Regions from separate parts of the Gossypium hirsutum genome. Here region 2 is linked to region 1. Evidence: chromatin contacts called from public Hi-C data. All regions are on one chromosome and are shown on one strand. The core of a region is the stretch at or near the end of the contact, and the rest is flanking DNA. Distances in the headings are between cores, read along the strand shown.

Region 1 (6,071 bases), core at 2,184-4,683:
CATATCCCAACTAATATAGACTAATTTTAAAGGGAAATTAATATATAGTAGAAAATGATAGTAGCTTAAGCTTCAAATACACCTACTTTATCTAGATATAAAACGCTAATTCATCTGCAACTAAGAACTGTTGGAAGACCAAGTCCAACTTCAAAGTAGTTGGTTTAATTTCACATTAATTCTTTATCTTTTACCAATCACTATGTGCAAAATTTTAGTATATATTATTAACTTTTTCGGTATAAAAAAATCCACCAAATTATGAATAAGGGAAGAAATTGCAAATTTTTCATCAAATATCATATTTATTATATACCTTTCTTATATGAATTTATATATATATATCGCAATATATTTTACTGTTACACTCCACATTTATTAATATATTTATATTTTCTTTAAACCAAACTAACATTAATTTTCTTGTCCCATTATGTCTATATATCCCACTAATTGCCATCAATATCAGAAGCAAATCTGACAATTGACAAGTAAATAAGAAATTGATAAGAGAAAAATAAGGATTTAGTCTATATACTTTAATTTTTTATTTTTAATTTTTATATTTTTAAAATTTTAAAATTTCAATTTTTTTAAATAATAGCCATTAAATTGATTGAGTTAAATTCTACTATCTATAAATCTTGTGCAACAATCATATTATTACATGTGTAATGCAATATTAGTTTTCTATTTCCACATACCAGGATTGAAATTTCAAAACTTTAAGAAGTATAGAGACTTAAAATGATCAAATTGGAGAATAGAAATTAAATTCACAACTTATATATACTACGGAATTAATAGTAGAATTTGACCTAACATTTTTAAATGCTTCTATTTAAGTTAAAGATTAAAATTTCAAGTTTCGAAATGCACAAAGATTAAATTTGATCAAATTAGAGTACAAAAACTAAATCGATAATGTAGGTATAATATAGAGAACCGAAAGATACCATAAGACCCAAGTGAGAGGAAATGGGGGAAGAACAAAAAGAGGAATTAATGGATCTCCACCATGACTATTCATTGGTCTAATGATTCACCATGATTTCGGGTCAATAACCCCAATCACTACTAACTATATTTCTGTTCTTTTCAGAATTCATCATCATAAAATGTTTATTTACTCTGATTTTCACTCTATTTTTATGGTGCTTGCAATGCCCAATAGGCCGGATGAACAACTGGACAAAATATCATCCAACATACAGTCTAGTTTCTATTTATGCAAATTTAGTTTTAATTTTAAAGCTCGAGCAGAATTCGAAATAATAATTGAATTGATTTTTCTCATCTAAATTAATTCAATTTATTTTGTTTATTTAGTGAAAGATATATTCAATTTCAAATTTAATTATTTATAATTAAGCTCAAAACTAAACTAAATTTTATCCATATTAATTAAAATAAAGAAAAAAAAAGCTAAATTAAACTCATTAGTTACTACTAAATATTTAAGTTTCACTTGTTAAATAATTCGATTCTAATTTAATAACGACTTTACGATTTCTAACTTTGAAAAAAATACTACAAAGAAGGAAATTTTATTCAACCAAAAATCACTTATAAGTTTCCAAAATATTTATTTTGAAGTTTTATTTAATAAAATAAGTTTCGGATTTCATCCTTCAACAACCCCTAAAAATATTCAACAGCACTTTAAAACCCTTTGAATGTCACCCTGTCTCAAGTGTGATGACATCTCAAAGGAAATAGAGGGTGCATTAGACCTCAGTTGCTTACTCGGCCTCAAGGGTCCAATTAGTCAATATTCTACATGTGAATTTAAGCACAATGATAAACTATTTATTTCTTTATATTTTTAAAATAATTTTTTAATAGTTTTTATTTATTATTTAACATAATATCAATTATAATGAATTTTATTATTTAATATAAATATAAATTTAATTGTCTTTATACTTTCTCACTATAATTCATCTAAGCGTTGGTTTTCTAAATATAAAATATATGTCGCTACTCATTTTAATTATGACTACAATACTCAATCTAATTGTTTTCGCTGTTTTCAGTTTCATCACTATGGATATCACTATAACATAGCATTCATCTCTACTACAAGTAACATCAAGATCCCATTGCTTAATTTAACACTAACCTAACTAAGAGAGTTTGTTAGAGTCTAATGGAATGTTAATGTACGAATTAGTGAGTGATCAGCTGCTCTTATACATGTAATTAGCTGACACGTATATGGTCAATGGCCCCTAATTTGGGCATTAAGTTCACTAAGAAAAATAAGGTACCATTTTAGTTATCCAACATTTCGGAATCTAATAGTGGACACTTGACTCCAACTTTTTTACCACACCTAAGACAACTTGGTTAGAAGATACGCGCTTTGACCCTATAGCTGGCTAAGCTTGAATATGAGTGATGGCTGCTTACCAGCTCTAGTTGTACAATGTAGACTGGAAAAATTAAAGGAGAAAACACTATTCACAGCACAGATTGAGTAAGGTTAAGGAGGTTAGGGATTTACGGGATTTTAGCAATCAAATAGATGTGAACTGATTAGAGGAAGAGATTGATTGTGCGTACCAGGATGTTTGCAGAGAGGATATCGAGATGAGGCCATGTTTTCGCATAAACCTTTCTGCATCTTGCATTTCTCGCAGAAAAGGTCAGCCAAAGGATAGAACACATCAAATCCCAGTTTCCAACCCTCAGAGTCAACGTTTCCCAGCCCCCTAGACTGCAGTTGTTGGAAAGCGCTCTCATTAACCTGAACTTGGATAGGGCGGCCATGGCAAGAGCCAAGAAACTGTTCATAAGAACCTCTATCCACTAAACCATCTGCATAGACTGGAACTAACTCTTGGCCGCACCGGAAATGTGCTGGAAATGATGAATTGCAATTGTAAAAGAAGGTAAGGTTGTGGTTTTTATCGGAATAGCGCAGGAAAGAGTATGCCAGAGTCACATTTGAAATACGACTGGGATCTGAACTACAAACTTGATCCCACAAATCCTCCCTAGCGATTGTCATTCTATAAAGAGGCTGATCCACGGAAACCAATCGGAATTTAGTCTCGCCAATACGGATGACTGGCTGATGATTATCTTCACATTCGATCACCTGGAAGCCGTCTTGGCGACAATATTCAGGGCTATCCTCTTTCCAAAAGGGGAACACCAGGGCCTTTACGCTTCCACAATCAAAACCATTAAAACACTGCCTAAGACTGGGTTCATCTTGGGTGTATGATACTGGGAGGAGGAAGATGATAAACAACAACAAAGTGAAGATGGAGATGGAGATGGAAGGGGTTGAAATGCAGGGTTGATGATGCATTTTCTTTTTCAATTTCTGAAGAGGGAGGAACTGACTAATAAAACCCGGAAAATTATGCAGTATTTCTACGATTAAAATGTAAAATAAATTATAAAGTGGACTATCCCATTTGACCAAATAAGAAAATTTGGTTTGTTAGACTTTTCTATGAAAGAGAAAGGAAGAGCTCATAAGAAAGGTTATTGACTTTGACCTTTTCGATGGTTAATCGAGAAACGCAATGCTTACGAAGCAACGTCGAAATTTCATCTACATCATCTCATCAAATATAAAATATGATAAAATAAATAATATTCATCTTATTGAAAACACCAAGTAATTACAATAAAGACAAAATGAGGATGAAAACTGCAATTCTAAATATGTATGGGATGGGAGCTTCTTCTGTTTGTTAGGGAGCTCAATACATTTTAATAAAGGCTTTAGTTTGTGAACTAAGAAAAGTGGGATTAAGAGAGATTTCTTTCTGTTTGAGGCCCTAATTGTTGGGAATTGGTTTTACAAAAGATGATTAATGAACACTTTTCAGCTAAAATGTTTAAATGTACAATATATATATATTAATATAAAACATTAACATGCTTAAAATCAATGATAGATGAATGAGAAATTGTTCTCAAACGATGGAAAAATTTATAATTCCACCTATAAATTTGTCTTATAATTTCAGCTATACGCTTGTGATGCGAGTCCGTGTTCATTTAATATGATAATTCATGAACTACGAACATACGTGAATATTATAATATACCTTCAAAAAATGAATATCATAATATACGTTCATGAATTAAATATTATTATGTATCAATAATTGTCCACGTATTATATTTATGAGTAAACTATAAAAATAGTTATTTTTGTTTGTATTAGATTACGTTTTAGTTACTTACGTTATCTTTTCATTACGAAGTGGTCACTCTGTCGTTAAGCTCTGTTACCTCCCTAATAGCAACCCTACGTGGCGGTCCAAATGGATTTTAAATGTCAACTTGAATGTTCGACTAAAATGATAATAGGTTTTTAATTAAATAAATTTAATTAATTAAAATTTTAAATTAATTATGCCTTGAATTGAAAAAGAAAAATCGTTTGTCTCTTTTTTCTTTTAATTTTCTTTTCTATTTTGACTGAAAAATCTATTTTCATCCAAATTAGCATTTAAAACCTATTTGGATTGTCATGTAATATTACCATTAGGAAGGTAACGGAGCTTAACGGCAGAGTGAATACTTCGTAACAAAATGATAACGTAAATGACTAAAATGTAATTTGAAAAAAAAAGTGATTATTTTTATAATTTATCTTATATTTATTTATGTATCAGAAAAATGACTCACAATTTATATCACCCACACTATTGAAGTTCATAAAGTTTACTTTATTTGTCATTGGGTTTCTAAGTTTTTTTTGGACATATATTATATTATCGAAAATTGAGTAAAATTTTAAGTTGATGGATTTTTAAAATAAATATAATTTTGAAGTGTTATTAAAATCCTGAAAGTACTTTCAAAAATAATCTTAAAAATATCGACAATTTCGTCTTGAAGATAACCTTAAAAATACTCAACAAATATTTTTTTTATAATTATATTTTATTTCAACAAAGTTTAAATTAAAATTTTCAACAATATTTTATTTATAAATATACACTATATATATATATTAATTTCTTATAACTATCAAGTTCAACTTCAATTTTAGTGGGATTTAATATGAATAACAAATACCAAAATCTTTAAAAAAAAAAACCAATATATTTGCACCTTACAGATGCAGTCAGGCAGAAATTCCAATTAATATAGGCATGAGTTCGGAGAAGGATGTCTCCTTCACAAGCAATTAGCATGTGATCATGTGCATGCATGACTTCCAAATTGGCAGGCTTTAATGAGGGAATATTTATAACTAATAATCATTATTTTAAATATTTTAATAGTTAATTTTTAATTTTTAAAAAATTAAATTAAAAACATCTAATAATATTAGAAAAAATAAAACTTTAAGAATTAAAGTGAAAAAAATATAATTTAAGGACTATATTTTATTTACATAAGTTTCAATAACTTTTGTCACCTAAATAATTTTTTTACTTGCATTTAAATAAGCGCTATGTTGAGGTAGAAAAGAAGAAAAGGAAGAAGCCGCAAGAATAAAAGATTGGGCAAGAGTGTAGCATCAACTAGTGTCATTTTGGGACCAGACTTTGTCCAATTAGCTTTCATTAACCAGAACTGTAGCACTAATATCACAATGATTCATCATAGTTGTTTCCATTGGGTATGGGGATGCAACAAAAACTATATTGAAATGGTATTTCATCTTCAAGAGGGCATGCAAAAATTACTTCTTTCTTCAAACATTCATCTCTTTTTATTTTTCACACATATTCTTTAGAATTTTTACAAAATAGTAAAATTAGGTGTTAAATTAATTTAAAATTTATTAAATAATAATTTAACTTTTTTATTAATTATGAATATTAATTCTATTATTTTGTAAGATTAGGTGTATGTTTTAAAATGATTCGGAGAATAATATATATTGACTCATTTTAAATATTAAAAACTTAAAGATTTTTTTTTAAATGAATGGAGAAGGTGAAAAGTATGTATCAATTTTTTTTACATAAATTATTTAAAAATAAGTAAAGATTTCGCAAGTGGATCGGATAAGAAATTATGGAATTGAGCTCTTTAAATACATCTTGTAAAATTAAGACAAAATAACTTTTTAAACTTGTTCTTTGAAC
Region 2 (6,482 bases), core at 2,993-5,492, 140 kb before region 1:
GTGAATATTCTAAAATTTGTGTCTAAAATAATGTTAGTATTTGGTACATTGAAGTATATTTTTTTTATTACCAAATATTTTCCCTTAAAATAAACAGTTAATTAAATAAACAAAAATATGAAAAAGAAAGTTAATTTATTCATCAATTTTAAGTTATATAAATAAATTATTTATTCAATTATCTTCAAAAAAGAAAAAAAAACTATAAAAATTAAATAGATAAAGCATACCACCACTTGTGTTATATTATATGTCTGTTGATATATGATTTGTATATTTTGTTAGTTTTAAAATCAAATTACTTTTAAAAGCTCCTGCTCTTTTTGACACAATGACTAAAAGTATCCATAGTCCATCCCCAACCTATAAATAAGAAGATAATATATTTTTACTCATGATAATTTTTAATTCTCTTAAGGCCCAAAATATTTGATTTACCCGTATTAGGCTACCCACTCGGCCCAATAGACTAGATCTACCTGTACCGAGATTTAAACAATTCACTTCGTAAATTAATTCAGCTGGACTTGACCGAATTACTATTTATTAATAAAAAATATTTCTGTACCAAAAGATGATTATTTAAATTTAGTTGTAAAAACAATCTTAAATATTTTAATTTTTGAGCTGGTTAAGCCAAACCGTGACCTGACCAGTGATCAAAACTACTGACGAAGATACAACTTCGAATTTGTTTGAATTCAGGCAAGCTCAATAAAATATCACCTCAAAAGAAGCAATGATGATGTCTGCATTGACCGAAAATGTCAGCAATTAACGACCGATGCAGCTCACCAAAAGCCAACTCTTAAATATACCGAAAAGAAAAGAGTTAACCCTTGGATGCTTGGGAAGCCATTCAAAGCAGCATTGAAGTGATACCAGGGGAGAAATGGGATCAAGGACAATAAAGAAAATCATAACATTCTCCACCTCATAACCCGAAAACAATGGCAGTTTCATGTTGTACTTCTCGAATAACAAAGATCGAACCCGTCTAAAACTCGCTGCTTCGAATGGACTAGTTTTAACATGGATTGATGGATGATAACATAGAAGTCATGGCTAAAGCAGTTGCAGTTAGAGGTCAAAATGTTTACCCTACAACCTTGTACACTGTCGGTTTAAGTCGAGTCTGGCTAAGACAGCAGTGTTCACTTCACGTTCCATTCCATTCTATCAGATCCGATCTCATTAAGTTATAGAACATTATATTGGGAAGAGACTTGTTAAAATCCTACATGTTGAGGTCCAGATCTTAGGCTGTAACGCCGGCTTTAGGCTCCAAGCAATTCCATTTCCTACTTTTCTAATTCTTAACTACTATGTTTTATGCAAATTCTAAAACTTCAGGCTTCTAAACAATTTGGACCAAAAGCCAATGGACTCTCTTGCTGCTGCTGCTGCTGGTAGCTCATCAGGTTCCTTAAAGGTTGCTTTCTCACTCAGCTCTTCGAATGCATCGACAACATTTTGCAACCTTACAACGAATTCAATCAAAAGTGAAGTAAATGTTGCCAATGACAATGCACTTGCATTCTCATATGTTTTTGACTCTTCTGGAAGTTTCTTTGCATCGGGGTTAAACGTAGGGCATGCTGACCATGATATCTGTTGCTTAAGTAAATCTTCAGAGGGTGTGCCAGGAGAGACAATGGGGTTGACATCCCCATTGGTATTGAGGTAATCCCAATTATTTGGCATGGAAACTGATCTGAGATCAAGTACTGCTTCACTAAAGGACTTATAACCCAGGAATTTGTGTTCTTCACCATCCGAGCTAAGAAAATCCTGGGGCTCTAATAGAATCTGTGGTCGGTTCCCAATTTCCCAACTTTCGGCATTGACAAGGAGGTATGATTTCCGATCAACTTTCTTTTGCAACTCTTCTGCAGCTTCACTTACTTCACATAGAATGTCAGTATGACCCAATTTCTCCATCCTTTTTACTTTGTTCCCTAGCTCACGCAACACTCTAGCACCTTCAGTGCCTACCCTCTGAAGTTCTTGACTGAAGACTTGTCTCCGTTCCGGTGGAGCCTACACATACAAATATTATTATTCAAAATACATGAACCCATCTCTTTTTTAAGAAAACAAATTAAAAAAGTAGCAATTACAATGGTCAACAAGGGGAAGAATTGTAACGGATAATCATCTATCAGTAAACTGTGATTCTCAATAAACATACGTATACCTATGTCTTGATATGCGTTGGATATGGATGTGCTTAAAGAAAACTGAAGAGTCAAAGCAACATAGCAATAAACCTGGTGCTAAATGAATAACTGCTAAATGAAAAAAGGGAAGCCAATGACTCAGGGATCCTAGTGCCACACTGCTATAGAAAAAACAATGCAGGAAGAATGTGGAATTGACCATCAATTGCATACATTCGAGATAGGTATGAAAAAGTACCTGTATTTCTGAAAGTATACAGCCATGTAATGCCATGACCATGAATGCACAATGCCTCAATGCTCCACTTACTTTGACATAATTCTTCCACGGGTAACCAAGTGACCTGTATGGACCATGCGGTGGTTCCCAGATGGCAAAGCCCAACTTTGCATAGGAACAGAAAAAGAAGGAAAAACGGAATAAATACAACAACATGAAAATTTCAAGTACCAAGTTCAAGATGCAACAAAAGTACAACAAAAATTACCAGAGCTTCCTCCTGACTCAACGATTCCACAGCTGATCTGTAGCCACTGTAAACCGGGTCATCTGAAGCTTGATAAGTTAGAATTTTCGAAGGGACCCGTTTATATTCAACGCAGTTAAGGTAACCTTTAACACATCCTGATCAAATGTGGAAGTAAATAAGCATGAGAATGATAGATTACTTTTGAAATTCGTAGAGATAAATAAGTAAACATTAGATGCATATTAACCTTCTAAAGAATTCGCCACACTCATGAAATTTTTAGCCACCGAGTTGTGCAGATCCTCACCGGCCCAGATGGGGTAAATGCCTATATTAACAACTAAACTAACACTGGCACCAAGTGCTATTAGCAAAAATCGCGTCACTGCTGTATGGACGAATTCCCCTGTCCTATACCCGGATACCGTTATGAAACAATACGTCAACGTGAACACGCGGAAACCGTACTCGTAAGGCTTCATTGCTGGGTACAGTTTTGCATAAGTTGAAAAGAATCCTGGTAATGTGTGTCATGTCAGAGTAAACCTACGAGTAACTCGTAAAGATACTACTAATTAACAGCATACTACATGAGAGTTGAAACACAACTGATGACCACGAAACCCAACCTATTATAAAGATGCTAAGAACAATAACAACTTCTTCCCATTCTCCAGCCAATTGGGACAATTCAGCCATACCCAATGCAAGACCTCCAGCTGATAATGTCCCTAGCCCACGGTTAAATCCTTTGCTAAGAGTTGCCCCTACAGGGGAAAAAAAACAATTATGGTATTAATTCATTCAGAGTTTCTATTTGTTTAGTTTTAATCAATTACGGTGTTATTTTCAGTTCATAAAAGCAATTATTCCAACCATAAAAGAAGGAAATAATAAAATCATTAAAGAAACCAGGGGATGTATGTTTTCAAAAACCAAGACAACAATAAATAAAGAAATGAATAGAAGCATGATTAAGAATAAAATTACGTACCTATACTAAATTCAAAGACGACAACAACAGTAAGAATAGCCCAAACAGAGTGTTCACTGAGCTCCTTGATGGGTTCTTTCAAGAAGATAAGCAAAGAAATAAGCATCAATGCAAGACCCACCTTGGCAGAGAAAACAATCTTTCTGGGATCCGATATTCCCATTTGCCATGCCTTGCGTGCAACATCTTGAACCTTTTTTGAGAACCCAGTCACTTTGTCGCTTACCAACCTGTAAGAAAAGCATATTTTCCCTTGCTCTTCTTCTTCCTCGTACAGTCCCAGCACTGGGTACCCCTTTGTTCTCCCCTTTTTCTCTAGCAGGGAGTGCCTAAACGAACCCAACTTGGCAGCCATTAAGAAACAGAAACTTGTTTTTCTTTTTTTACATATGGTTCATAAAATATGAATACAGAGCGTGGGGAGAATTTTTCTTCTCTGGAGGAGAATGGATTCAAATTTTTTTTAAAGAGATGATGGAAGGGTGACGAGAAGCAGGGAAGTAAGAGGGAAGGGAGGGGAAAAGTATGAGACGGCATCGTAAATGCCGAACCTACCGATCAAAGTAGGAATCAGTGGAAAGGTCTTTCAAAGTTTCAACCGTCCATTCCCATGTGGGCCGCCATTCCAACGATCATTATAAAACAAATATTTTTTCCTTTTTGAAATCAAATAATTATTTAATATCCATGTTTTTAGTTGATGGGGATGTCTTGTCTTTTTTCCAACATAAACTCCACCCAGTTTCAACAACTCGAACAATCCGAATGGTGAAGAGGCAATGTGGATCTGAAGGAGGTTAATCTAGTATTTGGAGGACCACATATAATGGTGTCTCATAAATAGACGGGTTGTGGGTTTCGAATTTCATATCCTTTGGTGGGTTTTAAGAGTAGGATAACCACGACCAAATATTACTATTAGAATTTTAATTTCGCAATTTGCACGAAAGGTATTTTAAGTATTTGCTTTCAAAGAATACAGTACATCACAGGTTAATGGATGGTCTATAATTGAGGGGAGGCTATTTGTTTAAAGTTTAACTCCTCAAATCCAACAGTTTAGTTAAATTATATCGACGGACAAGATGAAGTTTATCCTTACGTGATTTGCAAAATTACATAATTAAATTAAATTTAATCTTATCATGTATTATTTTCTTTAATATTTTAAGGTTAGTTTCCTTGCGAATGTAACCTAACTTTCCATATCTTCTTCATTGGGCTACTAGGCTTCTTCAACAATTTTTTAAATCGAGTTCGTTCTCGTAGGTCAAATAATCTCCATCTAATCGTTAGACCTTCATGGGATACATTTTATGCGATGGTCACCAGCTTTATATCTTGGCCTATGACACAAGGACAATGCTTCATGGTCCTCTATGATTTTAATTTTGAAAGAGAAGAAAATTTTGAGAAAAAAAAGTAAACTTTTTTGTATTATACTTGTATATATATTTTTCTTACTTGATTGCCTTCCATCAACAAAAACATCTTTTATGTATTCTTAATATTTCATTTGAAAATTTTGGAAAAGTTTAAAGTTTTTATGTATTTTTATATTATTATATTTATTTCCCATAATATTTTTATATTTTATGTAATTATAATGTTTTTGAAATTTTAAAAATTAAGGTCATATTGATAGAATGTGTAAACGTTAATAGTTGAAATTATTGAACTTTTTAGTATTATGATCAAATTAATAAAATATATAAATTTTGAGAACTAAAATTATTATGCTGTTAAAAATCAGCCACAGTTAGTGTACTAAGTACTAGCTCTATATAAAATTTCAAAACAATTTACAAAAATATATATATAACAATTTATGGTTTAAATATGATAAAAGTCCCTCTACTTTTATGAAATTTAAAATTTAGTATTTGTACTTTAATTTTGAGAGGTGTAATCCCTATACTTTCATATAATTTTATAATTATAAAAAAAGGTAAAACAACTTTTTAAACCCTCAATACTTACAATTTTTGTCAATTTGGTCTTTATTGTTTAAAAGTACATAAAATTATAAAAATTAAAAGAGTCTATATTTGCAATAAAAAATCCTAAAATGGTTTAAAATAATGATCATATCTTAAAATTTTTATTTAAATGTTAAAAATATTACAAAAAATATATGTAATTTACTTATTGGATGATAAGAAGATATCTTCAAAGTTTGAGTTATTCATTCAATCAGTATTAAATTGGATTTTAATGTAAATTTTGAATAAGATTAAAAATTAAAAATACTAGTTCAAATTCAATTTTAATATATATTGAATGAATAACTCAAATTTTGTAGAGATTTTATTACAATTAAAGATGCAAATAACACATTTGTTAAAAAAATTGGAAACTTTTTTGTATTTTTTATAATTTAATGAATTTAAAAGAATAGTATTTTTATTTTTTGAATTGTAAATATTTTTTATTTCTTCATATGTTTATGGAATATTTTTAATAATTTTGTAAATTTTAATTTTTAGGACTTTTTGAAAATATAAAAACATAGATTTTTAAATATTTTGTACGTAGGGATAAAAGTTGAGGATTAAAAAATACTATATATTTTATAATTACAAAATTAGATGAATAGATGAATATTTTAATTAAAAATATAAAAATTCAATATCTCAAAATTATAGTACGATACAGAAATTTTGATCAATTTAAACCCAAATTTAAACGTGCAAGCAAACCTAAGGCATTATAAATACAAAAACCAAAAGCTGTGATCACCAAACCCAACGTTGTCCAAAGTCTCTTTCGGACAGCAACCACTCGGTTCAAAGCTGTTGTCCGGCACTTTCTTGCAGGGGCGAATCTAGGGCATGGGGC

Evidence for each region. A called contact is a pair of places that touch in the nucleus more often than the background predicts.
Region 2: a contact with region 1 is called in a Hi-C map of leaf, with 1.5 times the contacts expected there. The contact joins the promoter of LOC107890817 here to the promoter of LOC107890834 in region 1. A contact is called at or near these places in 2 of 34 Hi-C or Micro-C datasets (both in leaf).

What each region holds. Positions count from the first base shown.
Region 1 is chrD09:47,809,613-47,815,683 of Gossypium_hirsutum_v2.1, reverse strand. LOC107890834 (LEAF RUST 10 DISEASE-RESISTANCE LOCUS RECEPTOR-LIKE PROTEIN KINASE-like 1.2) reads right to left here and starts at 3,433. Exons shown (of 4, transcript XM_016815409.2): 1 at 2,566-3,433. The coding sequence starts at 3,319.
Region 2 is chrD09:47,952,125-47,958,606 of Gossypium_hirsutum_v2.1, reverse strand. It overlaps LOC107890817 (aluminum-activated malate transporter 9), which reads right to left and starts at 4,242. Exons shown (of 6, transcript XM_016815388.2): 1 at 3,645-4,242; 2 at 3,280-3,417; 3 at 2,898-3,167; 4 at 2,669-2,805; 5 at 2,419-2,565; 6 at 679-2,040. The coding sequence starts at 3,999. The coding sequence ends at 1,342.